2 separate regions of the Gossypium hirsutum genome follow, and region 2 is linked to region 1. A link is a contact called in public Hi-C data. All regions are on one chromosome and are shown on one strand. Each heading gives the region's core, a stretch centred on a gene start, on an enhancer-like site or on the middle of the called end of the contact. The rest is flanking DNA. Distances are from core to core; before and after follow the strand shown. Region 1 holds the start of LOC107962331 (coatomer subunit beta-1). Region 2 holds the start of LOC107961754.

The links. A called contact is a pair of places that touch in the nucleus more often than the background predicts.
Region 2: a contact with region 1 is called in a Hi-C map of hypocotyl, with 4 times the contacts expected there. The contact joins the promoter of LOC107961754 here to the promoter of LOC107962331 in region 1. A contact is called at or near these places in 13 of 34 Hi-C or Micro-C datasets (anther, callus, hypocotyl and 3 more).

Annotation. Positions count from the first base shown.
Region 1 is chrA06:46,398,985-46,406,082 of Gossypium_hirsutum_v2.1, reverse strand. LOC107962331 (coatomer subunit beta-1) reads left to right here and starts at 5,433. Exons shown (of 5, transcript XM_041115847.1): 1 at 5,433-5,682; 2 at 6,752-7,098. The coding sequence starts at 6,765.
Region 2 is chrA06:47,361,292-47,368,066 of Gossypium_hirsutum_v2.1, reverse strand. It overlaps LOC107961754, which reads left to right and starts at 1,700. Exons shown (of 6, transcript XM_041115574.1): 1 at 1,700-1,919; 2 at 2,129-3,845; 3 at 4,228-4,287; 4 at 4,697-4,746; 5 at 4,838-4,883; 6 at 5,379-5,578. The coding sequence starts at 2,621. The coding sequence ends at 4,247. It overlaps LOC107961755 (plasma membrane ATPase 4), which reads left to right. Exons shown (of 17, transcript XM_016897863.2): 16 at 57-238; 17 at 315-609. The coding sequence ends at 411. LOC107961752 reads right to left here. Exons shown (of 6, transcript XM_041115572.1): 4 at 6,713-6,775; 5 at 6,438-6,602; 6 at 5,957-6,369. The coding sequence ends at 6,364.

The DNA of each region.
Region 1 (7,098 bases), core at 4,184-6,683:
GGATTGCCATGTAGATGCCACATCAATAATTAATTAATTTTTTAAATTTTAAAAATTTAAAATTATAAAAATTATTTTTTTAAAAGTATAACTTATTAATACTATTAAAAAATATAAAAACTATAAAATATTTTTATTTTATAAAATTAATTAATTGTTAATGTGACATACATGTGGCAATCCACATGTATGTCACGTCATCAAAGTTAACAAATATTAACTTTTCCATCTATTTTTGGGGGTGATTTAATGAATAATACAAGTTTAAAAGTAAAAAGAAGTGAAAAATTAAATACAGAGCTAAAATTACTTTTTTTTTTTAAGATGAAGGGTTGAATAAGCCATTTGCCATTTATCAATAGGGTATTCAATCTACAATGTATATCTCGTGCAACACATTTTAAATTTTAAGAATTTTAAAATAATATTTTTTTTAAGTTTATTTTTTTCCTATATTCTTATAGAAAATTTTAGATTTTTTTAAAATGCTTATATATATTATTTTTAGATATACTTTTAGAGTCATAATTAAATTGATAAATGTGTAAATATTAAGGTTAAATTTACTGATTTTTTTATAACTCAAAACTAAATTGATGGAATGTGTAAGTATTGAAGCTAAATCTAAAGAAGTGAACTAAGTGGTTAATTATTCTTAGTTGCTCATTCTTTGGAATTAACTGAAGTAAATTGTATTTTTTTTTCTTTAGGTATATACAGTTGCTCACCGAATTTTTATAAGTTTTCATTTTGGGTACCCATGTATTTTAGGTATTACCATTAACAACCATTTTCATCTTGGTCAACCACCATCAATTCAATGTTCATTTTAGTCACCCAATTTTAGTAAGTTTTCATTTTAGTCAATCATTTTATCATTTTCTTTTCTTTTTTTAAAAGTAAATTTTAGGGAAAAACTTGGGTTTTACAATGAATTACTAGGGGTTTTTTTTATAAGAACAAACCATTCTCTCTTTTTAATTTCTTTTCTAGAATTAATTTTAGTTTTTTTAGTAAAAAGAAAAACCCTAAGGTTCTACAAGGAATTATCTAGGTTTTTATAGGGAAAATGATTTTATCCATTTTAATTTCCTTTGTTTTTTTTTCTTTTTCTTAGAATTAATTTTAGTTTTTCCCCCGTGAAAGGGAAACCTAGGGAAATTATTGAGGATTTTATAAGGAAAAATCATGTTATCTTTTTAATTTTCTTTATTATAATTTTTTTAGAATTAATTTTAGGGTTGTTTTCCAGTAAAACTTGGGTTTCATCTTTGCAACCGAATAACTCAATTCCTTTTAAAAACTTACAACTTGTTTGGTTGAATGGAATGAGCCATTAATTTAGGCCTGATTCATTAGGCCTACTACAATGCATATGTTTGGTTCCATGTATTGGCTCATTACATGCTAGTCTGTTTAGCTCTCTATTCCCTCCCCCCCCAAAACACCAAATGCCATTCATTGCTCCCATCTCTGAATTGTAATTCAACGCACTAAGGAATAAAGAAAAAAACTTGCCATTATTACCCTTTATCTTTTTTCAACCAAAAAAAGAATAGTTCATAAGAAAATTAATAGCAATAATAACTAAAAAGGGGGGAATATTGAAATTGAAGTGTACCTGGAGCCGGAATTGAGCTCTCGAGGGAGCTCGAAGAAGCCATTGAATTGTGCTTCACAAAAAAACAAAAGCAGATAAATGTAGCAAGAAGCATGAAAAATATCAACAACTATTTCACTCGATCCAAATATGCTACAATCGATCTAAATATGTTTCAATTGATTTAAATCAGTTACAAGCAATTTAAATCAGTTACAATGATTTAAATCTGTTTCAAATTATTTAAATCTACTACAATCGATTTAAATTTGTTTCATCTTTATTATTGGTTTGCTTTGGAAGCTTTTAGCATTGTGGTTGTTTTAGCTTGATTATAGTGGCATCTTTGCTGCTCTTTATCTGCTTAGTTAGAGAATTGTTTCATCTTTTCTCTTTAATATGATTTAAAGATTAATTTATAATATGATTTGAAGATGCGTAACACTTTAGTATCTTGCAGTAATAACTCATTTGTCTTTAATAGTACAAAGTAAGAGGCGAAAAAGAATTGATCTTGCATTGACAATATGGTTGCAAATGTATACAGTTGTGATGTGGTTCTTAATTATGTTGGGTGTCATCTCTAGCCTACAAACTTATAGACCGAGGATTAGATCATACATTTTAGATTTTTATGCTCAAAAGGATTATGTGAAGTGACTTGTACATGCCGGTGACAAGACATGTATTGAACAAGTTAGGATGAATAGATTTGTTTTTTTTTCTAAATTATGTAAGATTTTACGAACTTTAGAAGGATTGAAGTCATCAAGGAACATGCTTGTAGATGAGCAAGTGGCAATGTTCTTACATTTTATTGCTCATCACCTTAAAAATCGAGTTATCAAGCATCATTTTAATAGGTTTGGGGAAATCATTAGTAGATCATTTCATAATGTATTAAATGGTGTGATACGCTTTATAAGATGTGTTATTTAAAAAGCCAGTTCTAGCTAATTCTACAGACACAAAGTGGAAATGGTTCAAGGTATTAGAGTTAGTATATATATTATTTAGAAACAATTCACTTGATTTAGATTTCAATATTGTATCCTAACTTGACTTTTACTTTATTTGAATTACTTAAGTGCTTTAGATGGAACTTATATCAAGATTGGGGTTCCATCAGTTTAACAAATATGTTAGGTGAAAAAGTGATAAATATAGAAATCAAACTCAAAAAGGTTTTATTGCTAATGGATGAGTTCTTCGAGAAGCCATTACTAGTAGACATGGACTAAAAGTTCCTCATGGTAAAGTATAGACATGGAGAAAGTTGAATTTTTTTAGATCATACTAATATTGAAAACAATATATTGATAAATATTATTTTCTTAATATATGTTGTTATTATCTAGTTGATGCTGGTTACACAAATTGTGAAGGATTTCTTGCACCTTTTAAGGGACAAAGATATCATTTGAATGAATGACACCAAGCTCACCGACCAAGTATTCCAGGAGAAATTTCCAATATGAAACATGCATCAGTGCACAACGTTATTGAAAGATGTTTTGGTTTATTAAAACTTAGATGAGGTATACTTTATCTTGTGAGGGTGTACAATCAAATCGTTATTGCTTGTTGCTTACTTCATAAATTTATTCGAACTTAAATGAGTCTTGATCCTATTGAAGCGATGCTAAGAGAAGGTTTAAATAGTAATGTAATAGAGGATGATAAACCTAAAATAATCAATATTCATCCAACTAATGCATAGGCAAATTGGAGGATGAAACTAGCAAATCAAATTTCAACGAATGCCAAGCATGTAGAAATTAATAGGGTTGAAAGTGTTGTTTGAAAGGATTTATATTATTTTATTTATCTTTGATGTTGTGTTTATGGTATCCTTATATTAATTGGTTTTTTTTATCTATTAATTGATTGTGCGCAATTTTCTTTAAAAGTATGTTAGGCTTTTCACAATCAACTGCAACTTCTTCCCAAAATTCTAGAGGAACCAAAAGGGAATGGGTTCCGAAAGAAGATGTTGTCTTGATTTCATGTATAGTGGTCTTGCACAATGTTGAAACTTTTAATACAAATACGAGATTCAAGGATGGTTATTTACTTGAATTGGAAAGAATGATGGAAAAATTTTACTTCATGCAATGCTAAAGGCTAAACCTAATCTTGAATCAAAGATTAAGAAATTGAAAAAGGATTGGGCAATCATTTACGATATGCTCAAAGGAAAAGACAACAATGGCTTTGGTTGGGATGAGCATAGGCAGATGATTGTTGCTGAAGGTGCAGTATAGGATTCATATTGTATTTCTTTTCTTCTTTTGACTTACTTAAATCCATATAGTATATAACGCTTATAAAATATTTTTTTTATAGAATCATAGAGAAGTTGGGCAATTCAGAACTCGAAGTTTCCCTTATTATGAGCAACTTACTTCTTTTAGAAGAATTACATGCTAAAGATGTTGCTAATGAAAGGAATAATGAAGAAGGAAGCAATGACAATGGATGCGAAGTTGATGTTTCCTTAGATGAGATGGATGCCTCGGTTACACAATCGCATCCGTCTTATCCAAACAAAATTGATTCTACATTTTCAAAGAAGAAGAAAAAGAGTTCTGAAGTTAGTGAACCAATTTCTTCTACTTCACTTATCGATGCTGTCACATTATTGGGGGTTAATATTTGGACAATCAGCCTTGAATTAAGTAGGAGCATTGCCTCTAGAATGCTCATTCAAAAAAAGTACAAACTTTCTATATGTCTTTACGTGAAATAAAAGGTTTAACAGATGATAAGCAGTTGATGCATTGATCAGAATTCTTGATCATCCAACGCAAATGCTCGTTTTCCTAAGTCTACCACCTTCTATGCAATTAGCATGGTTGAGAAAATTTTGTATGTCATAGAGTTTCATCACTTTTTGTATGTGTAAATGGTGCGGTGGTGAACTAATATCACTTTTTGTATGTAATTGTCGGTTGTCACTTTTTTGTATGCGTAATTAAGTGTGGTGGTGGAGTAATTTAACTTTTTGTATGTAATTGTAGGATGATATAATGACATGGAAGTATGTAATACTAATATTGTCACTTTTTGTATATGTGTAAATGAGTTTTCTACTATAATTGGACTTTTGAAAACCGACCATGATTTGTTATGTTAAGATGGATGCTGAGATGATTATTAGATTATGTTGGTGCTTCTTCTTTAACAATATTTTTATTTGGATAGTAACACTCTTTAACAATACTAGCGATGTTATTAAGCAAAAATATAATGTCACTATAATGGAATATAATGTTGGATATTTGGTAAACGTATTTAAGTGGTATAATTGGATCTTTAATTTATAAAACATAAGGTTATGTACAAATACAAAAATAATAGTATACAATAAAGTATATTAAAATATAATTGATTTAGATGTTAAAAAAATTAAAGGGTATATTTGTCATTTCAGCATTTAACGCTTTTGGTTTTTTTAATAATTTTTACAAAAATAAAAACATAATTTAATTTATTAAAAGGCATATTCGTCATTCAAGTTTTTTTTTTACTATTACATGTCTATTCCTCCCAACCAAACGCATGAATATTATTATAATACTCATCTCATTACATCTAATCAAACCACTGTTATGCCTATTCAATTTCGTTACAGTTTTATTCAATTTTCATAAAATAGCTATTTCATTCTAGTTAACCAAATGTGCCCTTAAATTTTTTTCTTTTTTGAAAAGAATAAAATTAATTTTAAAAAATGGACGATCAAAATATAAACTTACTAAAATTAGATGAATAAAATGAATGTAAAATAACATTACTTAACCTCAAATTAATGGAAGCAAATTAATAGAAGGTGACCACACAATTTTATTTTCGGTAAGTTACCTTTTTCTTTTTTGAGAAAGACCAAATTCTATACTATCAAAATTGAGAGGGAGAAGATGAAGTTTTTACCAAATTGAAATTACCACAAACTCACCGTCTAAACTCGAAATACATCTTTAGATCTGGTAGAACAATAAGAAAGGGGAAAAAGAGAACGAAAGAAAGAAAGCAAAACGATGCGCTTGTTTTGAAGATCGAATTTCCCTCATTTCCATCCGGTAAAATAAGTGTCAGTTTCTCTGATCGTTCGAGGTTCATTGCTCTCTATATGTCTCCAATTTTCGAGATCTGTTGATTTATTTTCTACATAGTTTCGCGGCATTTTTCTGTTGTTGCTGGTTTTTTTTTTGTTTGTTTGCATTAGAAGCTTGAATGTTTCGATTTAGGTTTCGGATTTTCAATATTGTGATTTGAAATTTTGATCGAATCCTTTATAGTAATACTACAAATTAGAATAGAACTGTGCTCTGTGGATTAAATATGGTTTTACCTTTTTACACTTTCTATGTTTAGTTGCGCTTTCGCTCTGCTGGTATATTTTTGTTTGTTGCTTTCGTAATGTTTTGATTTTACATGATGAATTCAGCATTAATATTGGAATTAAAAATATGAAAACTAACAGATCTCATCCTTCTCTTTCTCAGTAGACAGATCAACGGTGATCTTACATTAATAATTTTCTGAAATAACCACGATTCAATTGTGGCATTAAGGCCGATTTGCCTGAGTTGTAAATTTAGCTCCTTTTTTTTCTGTGAATTATGAGATACCTAGTTTAATAGCCCGTTAAGTATTTGCTAGCAGTCTGAAAAATATATGTATGCGGTATAGTTTTTCGTGCAAGATTCTAGCCAAGTTTTTATCGAAACAGTGCATTAGTTGGTGACCTTATTGTTTAGAAGTGTTCAGGAGCAATGTTCTGTGCATGATCTTTCTGCTACTGTTGTAGTTATGATTTGTTGTCATTACTCAAATATGCACATTGGAGGTAAATGTGAGAGCGTATTGTTTAGGAAGATGGTCATGGAGCTGATTTGTCTTTTAAATTTTCACTGAACTTATGGCATTTGAAGTAACTGGCAATCTTTTTACTAAATTGGTCCTATTTTAATTGGCCAACAAAAGTTTTGTTCCTGTTGTAAGACTTTCTGAATGATTTGTATAAGCTATGTTTAAATTTCTTGTTATAGATGCATATTTTACACTGATATAATTTTATTCTAGTCCCCGCATTGAGAACCATCATTTGCATTATATATATATATTGATGATTTGAATTTTGTTCAGAAAGTAGCAAGAAATGGAGAAGTCTTGTACACTTCTTATTCACTTTGACAAAGGAACACCAGCAATTGCTAATGAAATTAAGGAAGCACTCGAAGGCAATGATGTTCCTGCAAAGATTGATGCCATGAAGAAAGCAGTTATGCTTTTGTTGAATAGTGAAACTCTCACCCAGCTTTTTATTACCATTGTCAGATATGTTTTGCCTTCGGAGGATCACACCATCCAAAAACTTTTGCTTCTATACTTGGAGATAATTGAGAAAACTGATTTGAAAGGGAGGATATTACCTGAAATGATCTTAATATGCCAAAATTTGAGGAACAATCTTCAACATCCTAATGAATATA
Region 2 (6,775 bases), core at 451-2,950, 970 kb before region 1:
GGCTATATTTCTTGGTGATTTGATTGATGTTTGGGTCTCATTGAAAACCATTGCAGACTGCCTTCACTACGAAGAAAGATTACGGAAAAGAGGAAAGGGAAGCACAATGGGCAGCTGCGCAGAGGACTCTGCATGGCCTTCAACCACCTGAAACCACAAGCATTTTCAATGAAAGGAGCAGTTACAGGGAACTTTCAGAAATCGCAGAGCAGGCCAAGCGCAGGGCTGAGGTTGCAAGGTGGGATATCTAATAATATTTTCTTGCAAAATATGTGAAATGAGATGTTTAATGAAATGGGGATTTCATGGTGTAGGCTGAGGGAGCTGAATACACTGAAGGGGCATGTTGAATCAGTGGTTAAGCTCAAGGGGCTTGATATCGATAACATCCAGCAGCATTACACCGTTTAAAGATGGATGCTATTTCCCGTCCAAGAAAAAAAGTAGTTATAATGACGAACAATCACCCCGGATATTAATATTAATATTGTTATCAATCGGCTTATAGTAGTAGTATAGATTTAGGATGATTTTCCTTTTTCCTAAATGTCGGAATTTGTGTTCATTGTGATTACCTCTTTTGGAATGCAGAAAGGTTAATTTATAACATCATCTAATCCAAGGCTCTTTGTTTGCAGTTAAACATCATAAAACACTTGATGTTCAACGTTTTTATTGTGTGATGCATAGACCCTTGCTTCATCAAACCCAATTGTGCTATCTGGCCAACTTGATAAGTGAGGATAAGCATTAAACTAGTCCAATACAACAGGAGGAAATTACCACTCTTTACTTTTCAGTTTCACATATGCGACAAATTATTACATTGCATGTTAACCCAAATTCTCAAAACAAATATTTGCAAAATAGAAAATAAATTTACGAAGAAAAAGAAAACAGGATGAGAAAGAGCGATAAAGTAGACAGACATACATTTAATAAGATTTTAATACGTCTAATTATGCCCTCAGTCTATGAACTCTTTATAATTTTTTAAATTTAGTCCCTTTGCTTTTAACGTCAAGAATTTATTCTCTTATTGTCTGAATTAGACAATTGATAATTTGAATGAGTTATAAATTACACTCTAGTTTTTAAAATATTAAAATGTCACAAGGGGAGCCTATTTATTGTGTTATCAATTGAACTTGGATTGAAATTAGAGGGGAAAGAAAATTGATAAAATTTTTAATTCAAATTATAAAAAGTTAACCAAGTTGAGTATCCCTTTCTTTTCTTCAATTTTTACCTCAACTTGTGGAAATATTAGGGAAAGGAAATCAAACAAAATTTTATAATCATTTACAATCTAGAGTGTGTAGTTTGTCCTCATCACTTATAACATGGTTATTCTTAACAAACTTATAATTGCAAAAAAAAAATTATTATTATTTAATATTATTTCCTTTCCTTACCATTGTTTAGTTAAATAAAAATTGTTAAAACTTTATACAAAAATTACATCACTTTTCTTTACTAATTTTAAGTATGCAAATAAGATAATTTTTCCTTTCCTTTTGAGAGTATTAATCCGAACAGAAAGCTAATTTATAAATCTACCGAGGGATTCAAATCCTAAAATTAAAAGAATAAAGACTAAATTTCAAAAGTCTAAAGACTACAAGGACCGATAGAAAATTAAACCATTTTTAGAAACTAAAATAGCAGCAGTGGGCGAGCGATCGATCGATCTAATAACACAAAAACAAAACAGAGAGGAGCTGAAATACTAATACCAAATCAAGAAGGGGGGCAAGCTCAAAATTTTGGGGAGGAAATGCACTCATTCTCAATTACACACAAATTATTGTAAATAAAGAAGAAGAAAAAAATCGAGGCTGCCTGCCATCAATCCATCCCCTAAACAACAACTCAGTGGCACTTGATTTCTATGCAATTCTTCAAGCAAGTTGTCCAAGGTCAGCTATCAACCTTTTAACCCTTTCTATTTTTTTCACTGCTTTTGGAGCTTGTTTTTCGGTGTTCATTCTACTTTTTTGCCTCTGTAATTCCTGCACTGTGCTCTGCTCTTATCCTACCAGCTCCACTGATCTCATTCCTCCCAACTTCATATTTTCAATTCCGAACTCTTTTTTCATTGCCTATAATTAAAAAAATTATCTTGTAGGTTTTAATTGCTGCGGTGATTTTAGTTTACGGTTCGCGGGGTTGAGACGACGCTCTCTTGTTTCTTTTGAGTTTCGTTGATTCCAACTCTAGGGTTTTGATTCGTTATGGAATTTCGGCTTTGTTTAGTGGGGTTTCTATCAACTACTAAAGTGGAGTTTGATCCTTAGGGTTTTGGTTCTGCAAAAATGAGATTTGGGTTTACATTGTATGGTTTCAACTTGGGTCAATTTCGGCATGTTTGGAAACTGAAATAATTCTATCCACCTTGGAAACCCTTGGGTTCTTTTTTTTTTTTTGGTCTATCTCGAGGATTTTCAGGCTTACTGCTTTACTTTCTATATGCATAGACTGAGAGTTTGGTTGGCATTGTAAGCTATGCAAAGTGGATTTGGACTTGTTTGGTGTTGGAGAAAACTGTAAATTGGGTTTGGAAACGGGTTTCAGTGGTTTTGTAGTTCTGTGAATGGTGTAGGAATCTGTTTATCGAGCAATGCAATCCCAGCAGGGCTCCAGAATTGACTTAGGTGAACTGAAAGCTCAGATAGTGAAGAAGATTGGGGCTGAGAGGTCAAAAAGGTACTTTTATAATTTGAGTAGGTTTTTAAGTCAAAAGGTCAGGAAATGCGAGTTTGATAAGTCGTGTTACCGCATTATTGGGAGGCAGAACCTGTCACTGCATAATCAGTTGATACGTTCAATCTTGAAAAATGCATGTCAGGCTAAGACTCCACCCCCAGGTCCCATGAAATCTTTGATACAAACTGTGGAGAGGTCTCCTGGTAGAGAAGATGCACATGAAGTGACTGGATCCCTTGTTCCCAACCAGAATCAAAATGCAGACATTTGGTCAAATGGGGTTTTTCCAGTGTCATCCCCACGAAAGGCTAGGTCTGGAATACGGGATAGGAAGCCAAGGGATAGACCCAGCCCACTCGGGCCAAATGGGAAGGCTGAGAGTGTTTCACATCATTCAATGGGGATGGAAGAAAATGTCAGTAAGTTGGGTATCGAAAATGGTGATTTGACTCCTTATGATTATAAGAGACCAGTGCAGCATCTTCAAGCAGTTGCTGAGCTGCCTGAAATTGTAAGAGGTCTGGTGCACTCTGCAGAAAAACCAAGGGTGCCTGGTAAAGATCAGGCTGTAGGAGCCATTGTTGAAGATGAGCAAGAGGTGGAGCAAGCTAACCAAATTAATCTTTCTAAAAGTCCTCTGCTCGCACCACTTGGGATTCCATTTTGCTCAGCTAGTGTTGGTGGGGCCCGCAAGGCTCTGGCAGTGGCAGGCAGTAGTGACTTCATTAGCTACTATGACAGTGGTGGCTTATACGATATCGAGACATTGAAGAAACGTATGGAGCAGATTGCAGCAGCACAGGGCCTTGGAGGAGTTTCTGTCGAATGTGCTAGTATGCTGAATAACATGTTGGATGTATACTTAAAGAAACTCATTAGATCATGTGTAGATCTGGTGGGATCAAAGTCTACAGATGAAGTGAAGAAGCACTCTGCTCACAAGTCGCAGCCTCAAGGCAAGCTTATGAATGGTATGTGGCCAAGTAATCACTTGCATATGCAGAGTAGCTCGGGGCCTATAGAAGTGTTGCAGGAACCCGGGCAGTGCTACTTGATATCTTTGCTTGATTTTAAAGTGGCAATGGAGCTAAATCCGCGGCAGCTGGGTGAAGATTGGCCAGTACTACTCGAGAAAATTTGTATGCATTCTTTTGAATAGTGAATGCCCTGCAAAATTTTGTTTATCCTGAAGCTGTGATTAGATGTATTCATTCTGGTTCAATGTTCTTGACAAATATTGATCAGTGAAGGTCCCAGTTCTTTTCCATCACTGACACTAACCAAATGCTGCTCAGTAGCATAAAGCTCTGGCCCTTGCAAGATAAAGTTATGTGTTATAGTGTGTGGAGGTGTATACCCCTGCCACAGAACCAGGATGGATCAGGAAATTATTTTTGAGCAACTGAGATAAGGTGCTTGCAAAAGAAGTGCTGACAACCAGTTGCTCTGTTGTACAATTAGCATTATTTTGGCTGTCTTCTGCCATCTCAACAGATCTCGGGCTTTTCTTGTAAATTACAGACAACAAGGAGGAAATCTAAGAAAATTTTGCAGGAAAACTGTTTTGCAGCTTGTTGAAAGGTAAAATTACTTATGTAACAGCTGCAGCATTGCTCTGTATGTAATTTTAGAATATGAGAATTTGTTGAGTTCCATTATTAATAACAAATCAGCATCCATTAAATTGTCCATGGTGTTTTATATCGAGATACTTCCACTCAACAAAGGCTGAAAATTCTAGTTGCTATGCTCCAATTCTGTGCTCTAGTGGAGTTTGACTTGCTATCTAATAAATTGTCATTGACTAGATTTTGGGGCATACAGTTTTCGTAGTGGTCATATTACTTTCTTGATTGTTGATCGGATATGTACAATATTACCTTTTCTCTAGTTTTATTTTGCTACTTTTATATTGCTTGTTGAGTACTTGGTCTCAGGCTAATTACTGTATCAACCTAAATGAGTTTCTTATTGAGCTTACATATGTCAGGTATCTCTGTAAGTGAGGATAATTTGGTCTCTGCAAAACCATCATGCAAGGTTAGTTTGTAGAATTCTTGCTATTTATCTGCAAGTATTCTGTGGATTAAGTCTTACAATTTGTATTCTAATGTGTGACTATCTGGAACAGGAAAACGGGCATTTGTAGATGAAAAGGATTGCTTATGATTAAAGAGGTAAAAGTTTCTCGGTTTGGATAATAAAAATTCTGTACCAACACTTGTTCAGTTGTAGTAGGCACGTTTACTACTTGGTGCTTTTTAAAGCATTTCTTGGACTTGCACTCTGTTGTAGATACGAGGACATTAATTTTGCGGTAGAACTACTCAAGTAATTTATAACATACAGATGCTATGTTTTGTTGGCCTGATTTTGGAGTTTTTATGTTCTGAGCTAATTAGAGTGGGATATTTCATTATTATATTTTTACCACTCACTACAAATCTTAACCAAAAAACTGGAAACCTGTTGCTAAGTATATTTGCATTATCACACAAGTTGGTGATGGTAAGTTCATAGATAGTTTTTTTTATTATGTTGTTCCTTTGTTTGACTTATAACATTAGTGTTCTCCACTATTTCATTCGTTTATTATTATTATTATTATTGGAACTCATTAAACAGATGTCCAGTGTGCCTAATTCATATGTACATTTACCTCAACTTTGAAGATGAGAAGAGATGAGGCATGAAGTGGAGAAGAAAAACATTGGATTGTTAAATATGTAGTTAGCCTGCCATATAAACATTTGTAATGAAGTTTGTGTTCAACCATGCTCTTTTCATTAAGAGAGAATGTTGTGTGGTTCATAGATAAGGAAGGAACCTACTTCCATTGGTTTTATTTCATGCACGTTAAGATTTGCTGCTACCTTCCATTATTCCTATTTGATGTAAACCCCACCTTTGTCTCCAATGCCACCAAATCAAAAGCTGAAAAATGCAGTTAAAGGAAACCAATGAAAATGAAAGAAGGCTTGAAACCAACCAACCAATAAAGCCTTTGTTACATTGCATTACTCACTGGGTACCAAACAGACCAAAGTAGAAACAGAAAGTAGCTGTCACTGTCACATAAGATCCTGTATCGTTGTTAAAGTGTTAACCCCCAACCCTTAACATATCAGCAAAAGCTTCCTTGCTTTTGCATTTATGTAGGGGATGAAAAATAAGCACATCCATCCTGCACCTAACACACTTTTACCAGAAATCCAAAAGAGCATCTTCATCATGTTCAACAACAGCAGTGTGTAATTTGATTCGCATTTCATTTATAAGGGAATGAGAGTTCCAGTGCTGAAACAATTAGCACCTGGTTTATTAGTTTGACTGACTTGACTTAATGATGGGTTTTTGATTTGATATTTACATCATAATGATCATAAAAATAAATTTTAATTTAAAAAATAATAATAGTAATACTGAAGAGAAGCCATCAATTTGTACAAAAGAAGAGCCTCTTTGCCTTCTTTGGCTGTTCCTCAATCATGAGGTGAACGAAGAAGATTGTGTGGCTTCTCTGCTGATGCTCTGCAGATAGGGCACCAGTTCTTCACCCGCAGCCACTGCTGTACGCATGCCACATGATACGTATGCTCGCACTGCAGCCTCCCTACTTCATCTCCATTCACGTACTCTTCCTGCAAATGTGCAAAATCATCCCTTTCCATACATAGATGAGTAGAAGAAATGAAAAAGCATGGTAGTGGAAAGTCATATAGAAAAAGTACCTGACATATGCTGCATTTTACATCATCCTTTTCACCCTCATAGCTCACATTTGCAAACTCCGAAGATGCTGTGTCATAGATGCTTTTTTTGAGGCATTTCGACAATGCTTCTTCCGATAGCCCAGTGCTCACATTACCCATCCTCTCTTCTAGGGCTAGTAATTCCTGTCATGATAGCAGCATAAAGCTTACGGTGCGGTTCATCTTTAACAAGCATGTAACCCGGAAAATAAAACATATATACTTAGCACTGACATAGCAAAACAAAAACAAACCTCATATGACATATTATCTATATCCAGTCTCATGTCTCTATGCTGGTCATAAAAGTCTAGGCC